Regions from separate parts of the Gossypium arboreum genome. Here region 1 is linked to region 2. Evidence: chromatin contacts called from public Hi-C data. All regions are on one chromosome and are shown on one strand. The core of a region is the stretch at or near the end of the contact, and the rest is flanking DNA. Distances in the headings are between cores, read along the strand shown.

The links. Hi-C and Micro-C count contacts between places; a contact is called where the count stands out from the background.
Region 1: a contact with region 2 is called in a Hi-C map of leaf, with 2.2 times the contacts expected there. The contact joins two enhancer-like sites. A contact is called at or near these places in 2 of 5 Hi-C or Micro-C datasets (both in leaf).

Annotation. Positions count from the first base shown.
Region 1 is chr13:127,119,903-127,125,931 of ASM2569848v2, forward strand. It overlaps LOC108471248 (transcription factor bHLH35), which reads left to right. Exons shown (of 5, transcript XM_017772881.2): 5 at 4,601-4,921. The coding sequence ends at 4,690. Among protein-coding and RNA genes, the nearest start is that of LOC108471248, 4.6 kb to the left of the region's middle. Within about 2 kb of position 2,484, at least 1 of the 2 cell types and tissues checked has an H3K27ac peak or open chromatin away from gene starts, as enhancers often do. A contact at or near this core is called in leaf, where this site is marked.
Region 2 is chr13:127,063,171-127,069,290 of ASM2569848v2, forward strand. No RefSeq gene overlaps it. Among protein-coding and RNA genes, the nearest start is that of LOC108460091, 22 kb to the left of the region's middle. Within about 2 kb of position 1,306, at least 2 of the 2 cell types and tissues checked have an H3K27ac peak or open chromatin away from gene starts, as enhancers often do. A contact at or near this core is called in leaf, where this site is marked.

The DNA of each region.
Region 1 (6,029 bases), core at 1,234-3,733, 58 kb after region 2:
ATTAGAAATTAAAAATAGTTTAATGCTAACTTGTGTACTAAAACAAGTTAAAAAAATAACCAACAAATTAGAAGTAGTGATAGTGGGGTTCTTCTCTGAATATGTGAATTAAGTTCGAATTTTACAATCATCGTTGTTGGAAGAATTTTATTTTAATATCACGTTAACTCAAATAGAATTTAATTTAGACCGTAAAATAATTGAGTACACCTATAATTATATATAAAAGAAAAAAAAATAGATTAAAACAACAGTACTTCTTACCAAACTTAACATAAGTTAATTAAACAAGTTTTACTAATATGGGTTGATTTCATTAGTTGAATACTCATTAACATCTCATCAACAATCTCAACGCTCTATATAATTAATAGTATTCGTCTAGACTTTTAATTTAAAACAGGTTTAATTCCAAATTTATTTAAAGGAAAAAAAGTAGTGAACACTTTCATAAAAAATTTAAAAGCTTTAATAACCGGATTAAGTAACGACAAATAAATTATTAAAAATGTGGTGGCGTACAACACATAGTTAGAAGGGGTATCAAATAAAAAAAAAACGGCCAGAAACGTGGGGCCTAAAATATTGGAAACCGATAGAGAAAACTTTAATAAAGTCGATCATCCATTACCATCTTTTATAGAATAATTTAAGATAAGTGAAAAATAAATAAAGAAAAAAACAAAAGAGAGAGACAATAATGTAGTTAATTACTTAGTAATTATATTTTAAATAAAAAGTATTTTTTTTTCTTTTTAGAAAAATTAATTTACTAAATGATTTGATTTTAAACCAATCCTTTTATTGAATTAAAATCCTTCATATATAGATACAAAATAAAAAAAAATATTTATCACATTATCATTGGAGTTTAAAAATTTTACAAACATGACAATTGAGTCTTAGCTTGATTAACAATTGAGTCTTAGCTTGATTAACATGAGCAACAAGAGTACGAATGCGCTAAAACGTATTATCCTTCTATTTATGGGTTGGAGAAGGATTATAGATAGTTTTAAATATTGTGTCAAAAAAATAACAGATATGATCAAAACTTATATTGAGATTATTTAAAAAAAATTCTACCACCATAATTGGAGTGATCACATATTAATGTAGAGTATAGTAAAAAAATTAAAAGTAAAAAAGAAGGGCATATGTTAATTTTAAATTTTACTTAAATATTTTTAAAAAATGCATGGTCATCCTATAAAATAAATGAATAGTTTTGTATAATATAAATGGATAGAATTTAGGGTAAGTGAAATCCAGGGTGTTCGAATAAAACCTGTTCCGACACAAAAACTAAAGTAGGAAAGGAAAAGGGAAAGTGAAAGGACCCATATCACTCCCCACTTTAAACGTCCAATATATCAGTCTTCCATGATCGATTATGCTATTTTTAATATTTTCTAATTCGAGATATATAACTTTTGTATGTTATGAAGAAAATTAAAAGAAATGTAAATTTTGGTATGCCTCTAGTCAACTGTGTTAATCATGTCCATTTGGGTAACTCCATCATAAACTATGGTTACAAATCCTATATATATGTATGTTAGAGTCGGATCATGATTTATAATTGGCATCCCTTCAAAGAAGAGTCCAAAAGATGATAAATTTGTAAACTGAATTTAAAGTTGAGTGATAAATATTGTGTTTGTATTTTAGTTTATATTAGCATGAGTTTGATTTTTTTAACAAACTTTACACCCTGACGCTTACAAAAAGAAACTTGTCGGTTCAAGGGAGAAGCTAAATGATGTGGGCAGGGCCTTAAAATCCCCTTCAGAATCAGTAAAATTTCATGTTAAGTTGCCTCTCTCCCAAATATATTATAATTCAATTATAACCCTTTCTAAAACAACCTGCTTGCTTTGCTTAGGGGAGTAGACAGGGGTATATAAGGTTATTGATCTTCCCTAAAATGGTAAAATTACAATTTAGTCCCTTCAAAATTTATGAAATTATAAATTAATATAATAGTAAAATCACACTTTAACCTCAAAAAATTATCATTTATTAATTTCTAAAGTAATTTTTTACTTTACCCTAATTAAATTCTTTAATAATTATGACTCTAAAGTATCTTTCATTTAAGCAATGATAGAGAAGAAAATATTTAATAAATTGTGGTGGGGTTTTAGGGTTATAAGAACTAGTATACTAAAATACTAGTGTATATCTTCTAGAAAATAATAAATATAAAGAGTAGGTATACAACTATCATTGCTTGTTTAGTTAATACATTTTGTTAAATATATTTTTATTTCTTTAAAAGAATTATTTAATTTTTTTTATACAAGATCATTGATTTTGTCCCTACATGCACCACATAAATGATAGAAGTATGACCGCAATGAAAAACTTGTAGAATATACTAGCATCTTGTTTTTGTTTTATTTCTTCTTCTTTTTTTCTCCCTATTGTATACAATTCGTAATTATCAAAACTTTCCAGTGCCAAAATTATGCCCTTTTTGTACCCATCACTCTATAATAGGACCAACACACTAAATCATGTTTATATATATATATACATCTGTGGCTATAAATATCTAAACAAAACTCCCACAACGAACCACCATGTGTTAAATAAAAAATATATATTTGCATTTAAAACGTGCTCTTATTTAATTTATCTAATGTGAAAAACAAAATATATTATGCGCATGGCTTAATAACACATCACCTTTTTACATTTCCTTTTCTTAAATGTCAGTATACTAAAAAATGCAAATTGACAGTACATTATTGCTCTTCTTTATTTTCATATTTTTGTCTTTATTATTAATTTTTAAACAATTCGAAATTTCCGTAATTTATTTACCATTTTCTGAATATTTAATGGTATTATTGTCACATCACTATACGTAGACTTCAAAGCTTTGGTTTGGTTAGGTTTGGTTTAGGGTATCAGTTATTTTCTCTCATAAATAAATACAATTAAGGTTTTTCTTTGGTACCTTTATATTATTTATAAGCAAATTGTTTAATCTTCCAAAATAACGGTAGAGGTTGCTTTAAAGTTAAAAAGCATGAGTATAGGTATTTTATAAGTGGTTTTTTATTTAGAAAAATAAAATCTGAATGAATCCTTTGGAATGTTAATTTATAAATTAGGCATCCTTCTGTCATCCACATATTCGGGTCCACAAGATAAAGAATAATGAACGTGTCAATTGCCTAAATACTGGGCAATTTGCCAAACCTTTACTCCTTTTTCTTTTAAATTCTCTCTTTTGTTTTTTGCCGAGTAAAGGAGGGATAAACTTTAGCAATGCCCAAAAATAGCCACACATCTCAGCTTTCAGTAATACGAACTAATACTAAATTATTAGTAAATTTATGTATTGATCACTTAATTTTAAAAAGTTATAAAATATCGTTAAATTATTCTAAAGTTTTTATTTAAGTTATTGAATTATTAAAATAAGTTTTGTATGGTTTTTTCTATTCACATTATCTGCACCAATTAAAATTATTTTTTCCTTTTCTCTTTTACAATTTAGGTTTTATTTATTTATTTATATGAAATGACTTTGGACGTTACAAATCTATGAACCAAAATTCAAATAGTTTTCTTCTTTGGTTTCCGGCATTGACTATCGATTTACTTAGATTTAAAGTATGTTCTTCTACCTATCAATGGGTATCGGTCCATTATACCAATCGTTGAATCGTCGTTTGGAGCTTGCTGGTTGGACTTATACATATAATTAACAGCCCAATGATTTAAATGAACACTTTCAAATAATTCAATGACTTAAATAAAAACTTTTAAATAATTTAGTGACTATTTTATTATTTTTTGAAGTTGAGTGACCAAGACATAAATTTTAATTTACTGATAATTTAGTGACCTTAAATATAATTTACTCTTTTTTTTCAAGTTGTTTGTCACTTGTTGATTTTAGAATATATTTAAAAATTATTTGATAATTAAATTTACGTATAATTACTTATAATTACACATATGCCATATTTGAATAATTATTATAATTAATAAAGCTGACTGAGTGTAAATAAGATACCAATTATTTGCTCAAATTCTTTAGGTTGTTGAGAATTACTCGAGGTAATTAGTAATGATCACTTTCAAATTTTTGTATATTTTTATTTTTATTCTAATGGATAATTATAATTATATTTTATTAGTTAAACACATCTAGAAAATTATGATTTTTTGCAGGGTTAAATAATTATTTGGGGCTTGAATTTGTCAACAATTCTCACATTGAGGCTTAAGTTTTTTTTGTCCTCGTTAGTCCTTGAACTTAGCAATTATTCTCATATTAGAACCTGAACTTAGCAATTATTCTCACATTAGGGCATAAACTTTAAAGTTTTCAAGGAAATATTAGGGACTAACTTGGACAAAAAAAATCTATTCCTCAATGTGAGAACAATTGTCAAGTTCTGGGACTAAATTGAACTTAAAAAATTTAAGTCCCAATGTAATTAATTTCACTTTATATTACTAATTCACTTTATTGTCTCTAATTTATTTTTTAAATATAGCAATTTGTTTTGGAAACAATATATATTCACATAAATTCTAGTATCATTTATTTGGTTTTGGGCTTGACATAAAAATGCAGGCTGATGAAAGGGAGAAGGATGAGTTAAAGGTGCAGATTGAAACAGCCATTGCAGCACTGAACGATCCACAAAGTCCAATGAGTATGTGAGCTAATGATAACAATAACAATGATAATAAATCTGTCAAATTTACCACATTTTCATCATGCTCCTTTTTCCTTACTTCTTCGTTCTAAGTAGAGTCTTTAGTTTTCGGCAGTCTTTATGTTTGAAATCTCTACGTCCCTTTAGTCCCATCATCATCATCTTGTAAAATAAGTGTATGCTTCCATGTCCTGTGTTTGAAATTTCAATAGAATAACATTTCTCCCTTTAATTCATTTAGTGTTTTTGTTTTTATTTTTCTCCTTTTTAAGATTAACTAAATCATCTTTTGTTAAAGGCAATGATAAAGTCGGAAATTTTATATTGGAGGATTGGAATGCATAAAATTAAAAAGTTATAGGGGCATAAGTTAAATGGAATTAAAAGTGTAGTTGTAGCATTTAACCAAAGTTTTCGTCTAGGGTTAATATGGTTAAGTTATTGTTTAAAAATGCAAATATGTACTAAGAGGTGGTTGGAAAAAGTAAATGTAGACATTTTTCTCTTATATTTGGATCAAATTTGAATCTTGAATTCAACATTGTTAAGAGGGTTTCACCTAAATATCACTCCGGTCCTAATAAAACTAGCTTCAAATTGTAAAATGGATAATTTTTTTCTATAATTAAGTGAACTATTTTTGGATAATTACTTATTTATTATCCGAGCGTGTATAATTACAATAAATCAAGCAATTAGATATTTCCATTACTCTTTACAACTCAATAATCCCCTATTCTATACAGAGTTGAATTGTCTCTTGTTGTGTTCTTACAATTGTGTACAAAAGTCATTGATATTTTTCTTTTAGTTGCATTTTAAGTTAAAATTGATTTTAGTAACTACAACAGTTAAAATTCAAAATGGACACCATTCAAAAAATTTCTACATTTTTCCGGCTTTATTTAGAGAGTAATTCATTATTAATCTTTCGCTTTTTTATACATTAACTAGATCACTCTCTGCACTAAGATTTTCTCCTTGAAAACTTAGTTGCAAGAAGAAGAAGAAGAAGAAGAAGAATAGTTTATTTTACAACAAATATACATTAAAATAAGTTTTTCAAAATGAACAAGATAAGTGCTCTCAATTTCGTACTTTAATCAATAAACAAACCTTTCTTAAATAGACATATATTGGCTTGTCAAAGTTTTAATTAACGTAAATTTTAATACCCTTGAAATTAATTCAAACATGTCTTCAATATTAAATCAAATAATAAATTGTTGTTGATGCAAGAAGACGTGGGTTTGAATATGCTGAAGCACATTATCCTCCTATTTATGGGTTGGGGACGGGCTATGAGTAGTTTTAGACATTATATCAAAAAACAGATATAATTAG
Region 2 (6,120 bases), core at 56-2,555:
ATGGTTAAAAATTATGTACTATGTATATGTTTAATTTATGCATTGTATTGCGATTTGATTTGTTCGGTTTTAGTATTATACTTTTTAAATTTTAAAATTTTAGTATCGACCCAAAATATAATAATTAAAGTGCAGTAGAGCCAAGTTAAAACTTGAATAGGAGCAAGCTCGAGATAGACTCAAAATTTAAGGCTTAATACTTGGCTTCAACTCTGCTGAACATCAAATTCTAAGCTTGAAGAAAGCTTGAAACTTAATTGAGCCACTCGAGATTGATCTCAATTAAGCTCGATTAATCTTATTTGTTTAATTTCTTTCTATATAATAAGAGTAGAATATAATTTCATAATAAAAAATATATTAAAAAATCAAAACCTCGATAAGGCTCATGAGTAGTTTGAATCGAATATTATGATGCTCAAATTCAGCTTGATTAATAACTCAAGCTACTCAATTTCAACTCGGTAATTACCAAATCGAATTTATTTTTTTTCGATTTGAACTCTTATAGTTTATGAGGATCAATGTCTTATTTACACTCCTAATAACAGTTAAATTCGCTAGGTCAAAATTTTCCATTAGTCCCACACCATGTGTAAGTTATAGATTAAGACACTATACTTTATTTTGATCACTTTTAGTAACTATACTTTTCGAATTTTAAAATCTCAATCCTGACTCAAATGGCCGCCATCAAATTTATTACTAAAATGACATGACCTTTTTTTAAATAAGGACTAAGTGAAAACATCAAGTTGATAAAAATTAAACATGCGATAATATATTTACCGCATATAACTTTAAAAATAATATGATTTAACTTAACAAATTAATCGCTACCATATAAGTGAAGACTAAATTTTAAATTTAAAAAAAAATCAAAATGAACTAAATTAAATTACATAAACTAAATCTACAACTTAGAAAAATTGATGCACAAACTTTAGTGATTAATTAATATGAGAATAGAGTGGGGGAGTGAAAGAGTAAGCATAGAGACCCCGCCCCACTATTGTCGTGATTATTGACTTTTTTTGACAATATTATTATAGGTTAGAATTATATCTGTTCTTTTTTATATAATATTTAGAATTATCTAAAGTTTCTTCCCAATTCATAAATAAGAAGATAATACATTTCAATACACTTAAACTTATGCATCCTCTATTAACAACAATACTCATACTAATTGAGTTAATACTTGATCAATAACTTTAGTGATTAATTAATAAAAGAATAGAGTGAGCAGTGAAGGAGTAAGCATAGAGACCCCACCCCACTATTGTCGTAATTATTGACTTTGCAAGTTGCAGATAGTATTGTCGGAGAATAGGCTGCTTTTTTTTCACTTTTGTTTATCCCCTTTTTGGTAGGGTTGAAGGAATGTCTCTTTGCTTCCTTCACATTATACTTACTTTTTGGACTTTCTTTTGCCATATTGCTAGCATTTCATTCCACTCTCTTTTAACCTCCCTTTGTATCCCACATCAAATAATAATAAGGGTAAGTTTGGATGTGCATTACATTTAATTACAGTTAGTATAAAAATAACAATGGTGATAATATTAGATACTGTAGTAATATTATAGTGTAAGATAAAAAGTAAATTAAATGCATTGCACCCCACTGTCCATCTAAATTTACTCTAAATGTATTTATTGATGTTTGAATTTGTATTTTTCTTTCACAAGGTAGAACTCATGTCCTCCAACATTGATAATAATGTCTATGAAAATTAAGGCTCAATTACCAATATATAATAATTTTTAATAATTAAAAAAAAAACTCCATCATCATATCAAATAAAAATCTTAGAACTAAAAAGAATTTACTTCCTGTTAAGCAGAATCATGAATCAATACCAAAATTAATCTACAAGCTATTATAAAGCACTGAAGAAAGACAGTCCATCAGATTGGGTGGAGTAGCCCTAAAAATCAGTTGAGGTTGGTTAAAATATTGCCCACCAAAATCATTTAATTAACCTAAAAGGCTGCAAGCATATTATAGTATACTTATTGGGCAGACAGATCAGGCTTTTGTTTCCTTTTAGAATTAAAGTATGTTTTATGCTGATTTTATGGTTTATAAAAATTAAATTTTTGGAGATTTGTGATTATTTTATTTAATAATGTTATCTCTAATGTTTATTATGTGTTAAATATAATATGTATATAAGGGATGACAAATGAAAGTGAAAAATGGTAAATATAGTGTAGATTCTTGAATTTGGTTTTAATATTCAATTTGGTACTCAAACCATATGATATCTTATGACTCGATAAATGTTTAATATATGCGCTTTAGTAAAAAAAAAAACATAGGTACTTAACTGAGACAAAAAAAAAACTCAGATATTAAAGTGAATAGTGAAACCAAACTCAGATATTAAAGTGAATAGTGAAACCAAACTCAAATACCAAATTGAACATTAAAGTGAAACTCATGTACTTAACTAATATAGAAAAAAAACAAGTATCAAATTGAAAAACTTATATACTAAAATGAACATTGAAATCAAATTTAAGTACCAAATAGAATACTAACCGGAAAAATAGGCATATAAATTATCTACCACAAACATCCCACCTAGGCTTCTCCATGGGCTGGCCCAAGTCATAAATAGGTTTGGGACTTACCCCAAAATATAGGTAGAATTTCATAAAAGGCCCTTTCCAACTATAGGACATTGTACAGAAGGCCCTGAAATATTTAGCAAAAAAGGGCAATGTTCAAGGCCCAATTCATTTTTAAACAGATTTCACTTTTCTTTTCAAGCCTTTCTTTGAGTGTTTTCTTTTATTTGAGTCCTCTAAAATATTAAGTGGATCTTCAGTAGTTGAATATGTAGATACCTTTCCCCCTCCCTCTAAATTGTTTTCTTCTATTGATTTATGTGGAAATTTTAGCGTTTTTTGGGTTAATATAATTTTTAATCCTTGAACGTAACTATTAGTTCCACCTTGGAACTTGTACTTTCATTTTATCCACCTTGGTACCTGAATTTGGTAATTAGGTTCATCTTTATCCTTGAACATGACAAATATAAAAGTTTGATGATATGACACTTTAAGATTATGCCATGTGATCACCTGATTTTATTTTTTATTTTCAAGTGGTGATGTCTCAATTTTTTTTTTGTAGAATCAAAGTTCAAGGACCAAAATGGACCTAGTTGTCAAGATGATGTACCAAAACTGACAAAAAATTATAAATAGGTATTAAAATGGATCTAATTACCAAATTCAAAAACTAATTATAAATATATATATATATATATTTATTTATATATTGAGTGTTGAAGTTCATAGCATGGTGGAGTAGGTTTGGACCTACCATGGATTTTTATGGGTCGGATAAGTGAAAAGGCCCAAATTTTGTTTCTCTTAAATTGCATGTTACAATTATTTTATTTTGTTTTTCACATAATCTCAATTATTATATGAAAAATTACATAATTTTGGAGTTTTTAAATTTCACGAGTCAAGGTGTAACAAGTATCTTATACATAATAAAAAATTTAAAATTAAATATATAAATAAATTAAACACGTCACATTTTTCATCATATTTGTAGAATCTAAAACTCTATAAATTGTATATAAAATAATACTCGAATATAGACCATAAAATAGACATAAGAAATAAAACAAAAATTGATTCAAAAATAAAATTAAAAAAAAACTAAATTTCAAAGGCTAGATTTCACTTGATTTTTTATTGCCATATACTATTTTTTTAATACTATTACACTATGTATCCTACATAAGGTGGGTTTAATTTGATTTGACCAGGTTTTTGATTTTTGATCCATTTATGATAATTTTGGTTCTGTTTGTTCCTCGGTTTAACCAAATCTACAAATTTACACATTGTATAGACTAATAGCATATTTTAACCAAATAGATTTAATTGCAACCATTTGAGTTAAACATTGAAATTTCAAAAGTCGAAAACTACAAAAACTAAAATTGATAAAATTAAAGTATAAAGACTAAATAAATAACTTATGTGGAGTACATGAACTAATAGTAAATACAGTATCAAGCATGGGTGCAAGGAAGCAGACAGTGGCTTTGCCCCTAGAGGTGATCATGAACCGGGCTGTAAGAAAATTTCAAACCCATTTGATAAGCACGGGCCTGGCCCGACCTAAAAAATGGGTCTAAATTTTGCCTAAGCTTTATTTGCCCGTATTAAAAATTTTTAATTAAAAAATATAATACATCAAATACACTAAAAACATTAAAATAAATGTTTCCCAACAAATTGAAGACAAATTTAAAAAGTTTTTATACTTAAATAACACTAAGATAAGTGCAACTTAACAAGCAAATGTCTCTAAAATAGTAGCAAAATTAACAATAAAACAAAAGTTATACAATATCCAAAAATTAAAAATAAAATAGTAGCAATATAATAGTGAAATGATAACAAAATAGTGGCAAAACAGCAACAATTTTTTTTTTTTTTGCAAATTTTGGTGAAGCCTAGGCCAAAAAAGAGCTTACCTGAGGCCCAGCCCATTTTCTAAACGAACATTATTTTTTTGCTCAAACCTATTTTTGGGCCTATATTTTTGCCTAAACCCTCTCACTTTTCAAGCGGGCCTTCAGGCCGAGCCACCCCCTCCCCAATGAAAAATTTCCTATTAGCTCCTTCAATTTTTAAGAAATTACAAGATAGTATAATGGTGTAATTGCACTTTGTCCACTAAAATTTTCATTCATTTCTAACCCCTAAAATAATTTTTTGACTTTGCCCTTGGTATCAAGTTTTTCTTTTGCCATTCAAAGCATGAACTTGTCTACATTCTGTAGTCTTTGAGAAAATTCATTTGGAGGGATATATGCATCGAGAAGCAGGAAAATATCTAAATCAAATTTTTTTTAAGTTCACAAGTACAATTATAGTTATAAAATTATACATACCTGAATAGACTACAATCAAAATCAAGCTAGGGCGGTTGGAGTATTACAGGGGGGACTATAACAAATCCGGGTATTTGGAGTTACGAAGGTGTGGCCGGAGCACATATTGTGTTTTCTGGCTTGTGCTTCTTGGCAGCTATCTGGCATTGGCTATATTGGGATCTAGAAATTTTTTGTGATGAGCGCACAAGAAAACCTTATTTGGATTTGCCCAATATTTTTGGAGTTCATTTATTTCTCTCAAGAGTGGCTTGCTTTGGCTTTGGCGCATTTCATGTAACAGGATTGTATGGTCCTGGAATATGGGTGTCGGACCCTTATGGACTAACTGGCAAGGTCCAACCTGTAAATCCGACGTGGGGCATGGAATGTTTTGATCCTTTTGTTCCCGAAGCACGATGAAAATAGTAATTAGAATATATCTTGAACCAAATCTAAATAACTTTATAAAAAGGACACAAAGAGGATTTAAACCAAAACGAATTTGGTGAAAACACTATTAAAATCCCAAAATCTTACTAAGTACCTCATTGGCAAATCAAAAGCAATTTGAATACAACCAACTATGTGAAAAGAAAATCATAAAAGCAGCAATGAAAAGTTAGGAGAATCTTTGAAAGTACGAAAAGCAAATCTCTTTTAAACGTAAGCATATTTGTCATACCTCTTCTGAAATTGCTACGAAAGTTTCAGCTTCTCCATGACTATGACCAATAAGATCCTAAAGCAAATTCATCCATCTCTACACAAGGAAAAGAAAGCCAATTAATGCTGTACAAAGTTTGCTTTTAAAGATATTATTACCTTGTCATGCAGTGAATTTTGCGTATTTTTAGTCTTACTCGATTCACTTAGGTCCGAAACCGAATTTCAAAAAAGAAAAAAGAAAAATCTGATCCTATTAGATCGGAGTAGATTAAAACCTGTCATACTCGGATTTTTTTGACATCCTTATTTCATATCACTCTTACTTTATTTTTATATACAATTATAAGCATCTTGATCTCAATTTTCTATTGAAATGGTCTTAAAAGTGTATGTTATTCATTGTCATCTTGGTGCATACCTTGGTCCAAAACCTGATTTCAAGAAAGAATGAGAGAAAGCCTACCCCTATTAGATCGGGGCAGGGCAAAACTTGTCATATTTGAGTTTTTTGACGTCCTTTCGTCTGGTGAATCTTGGAATTA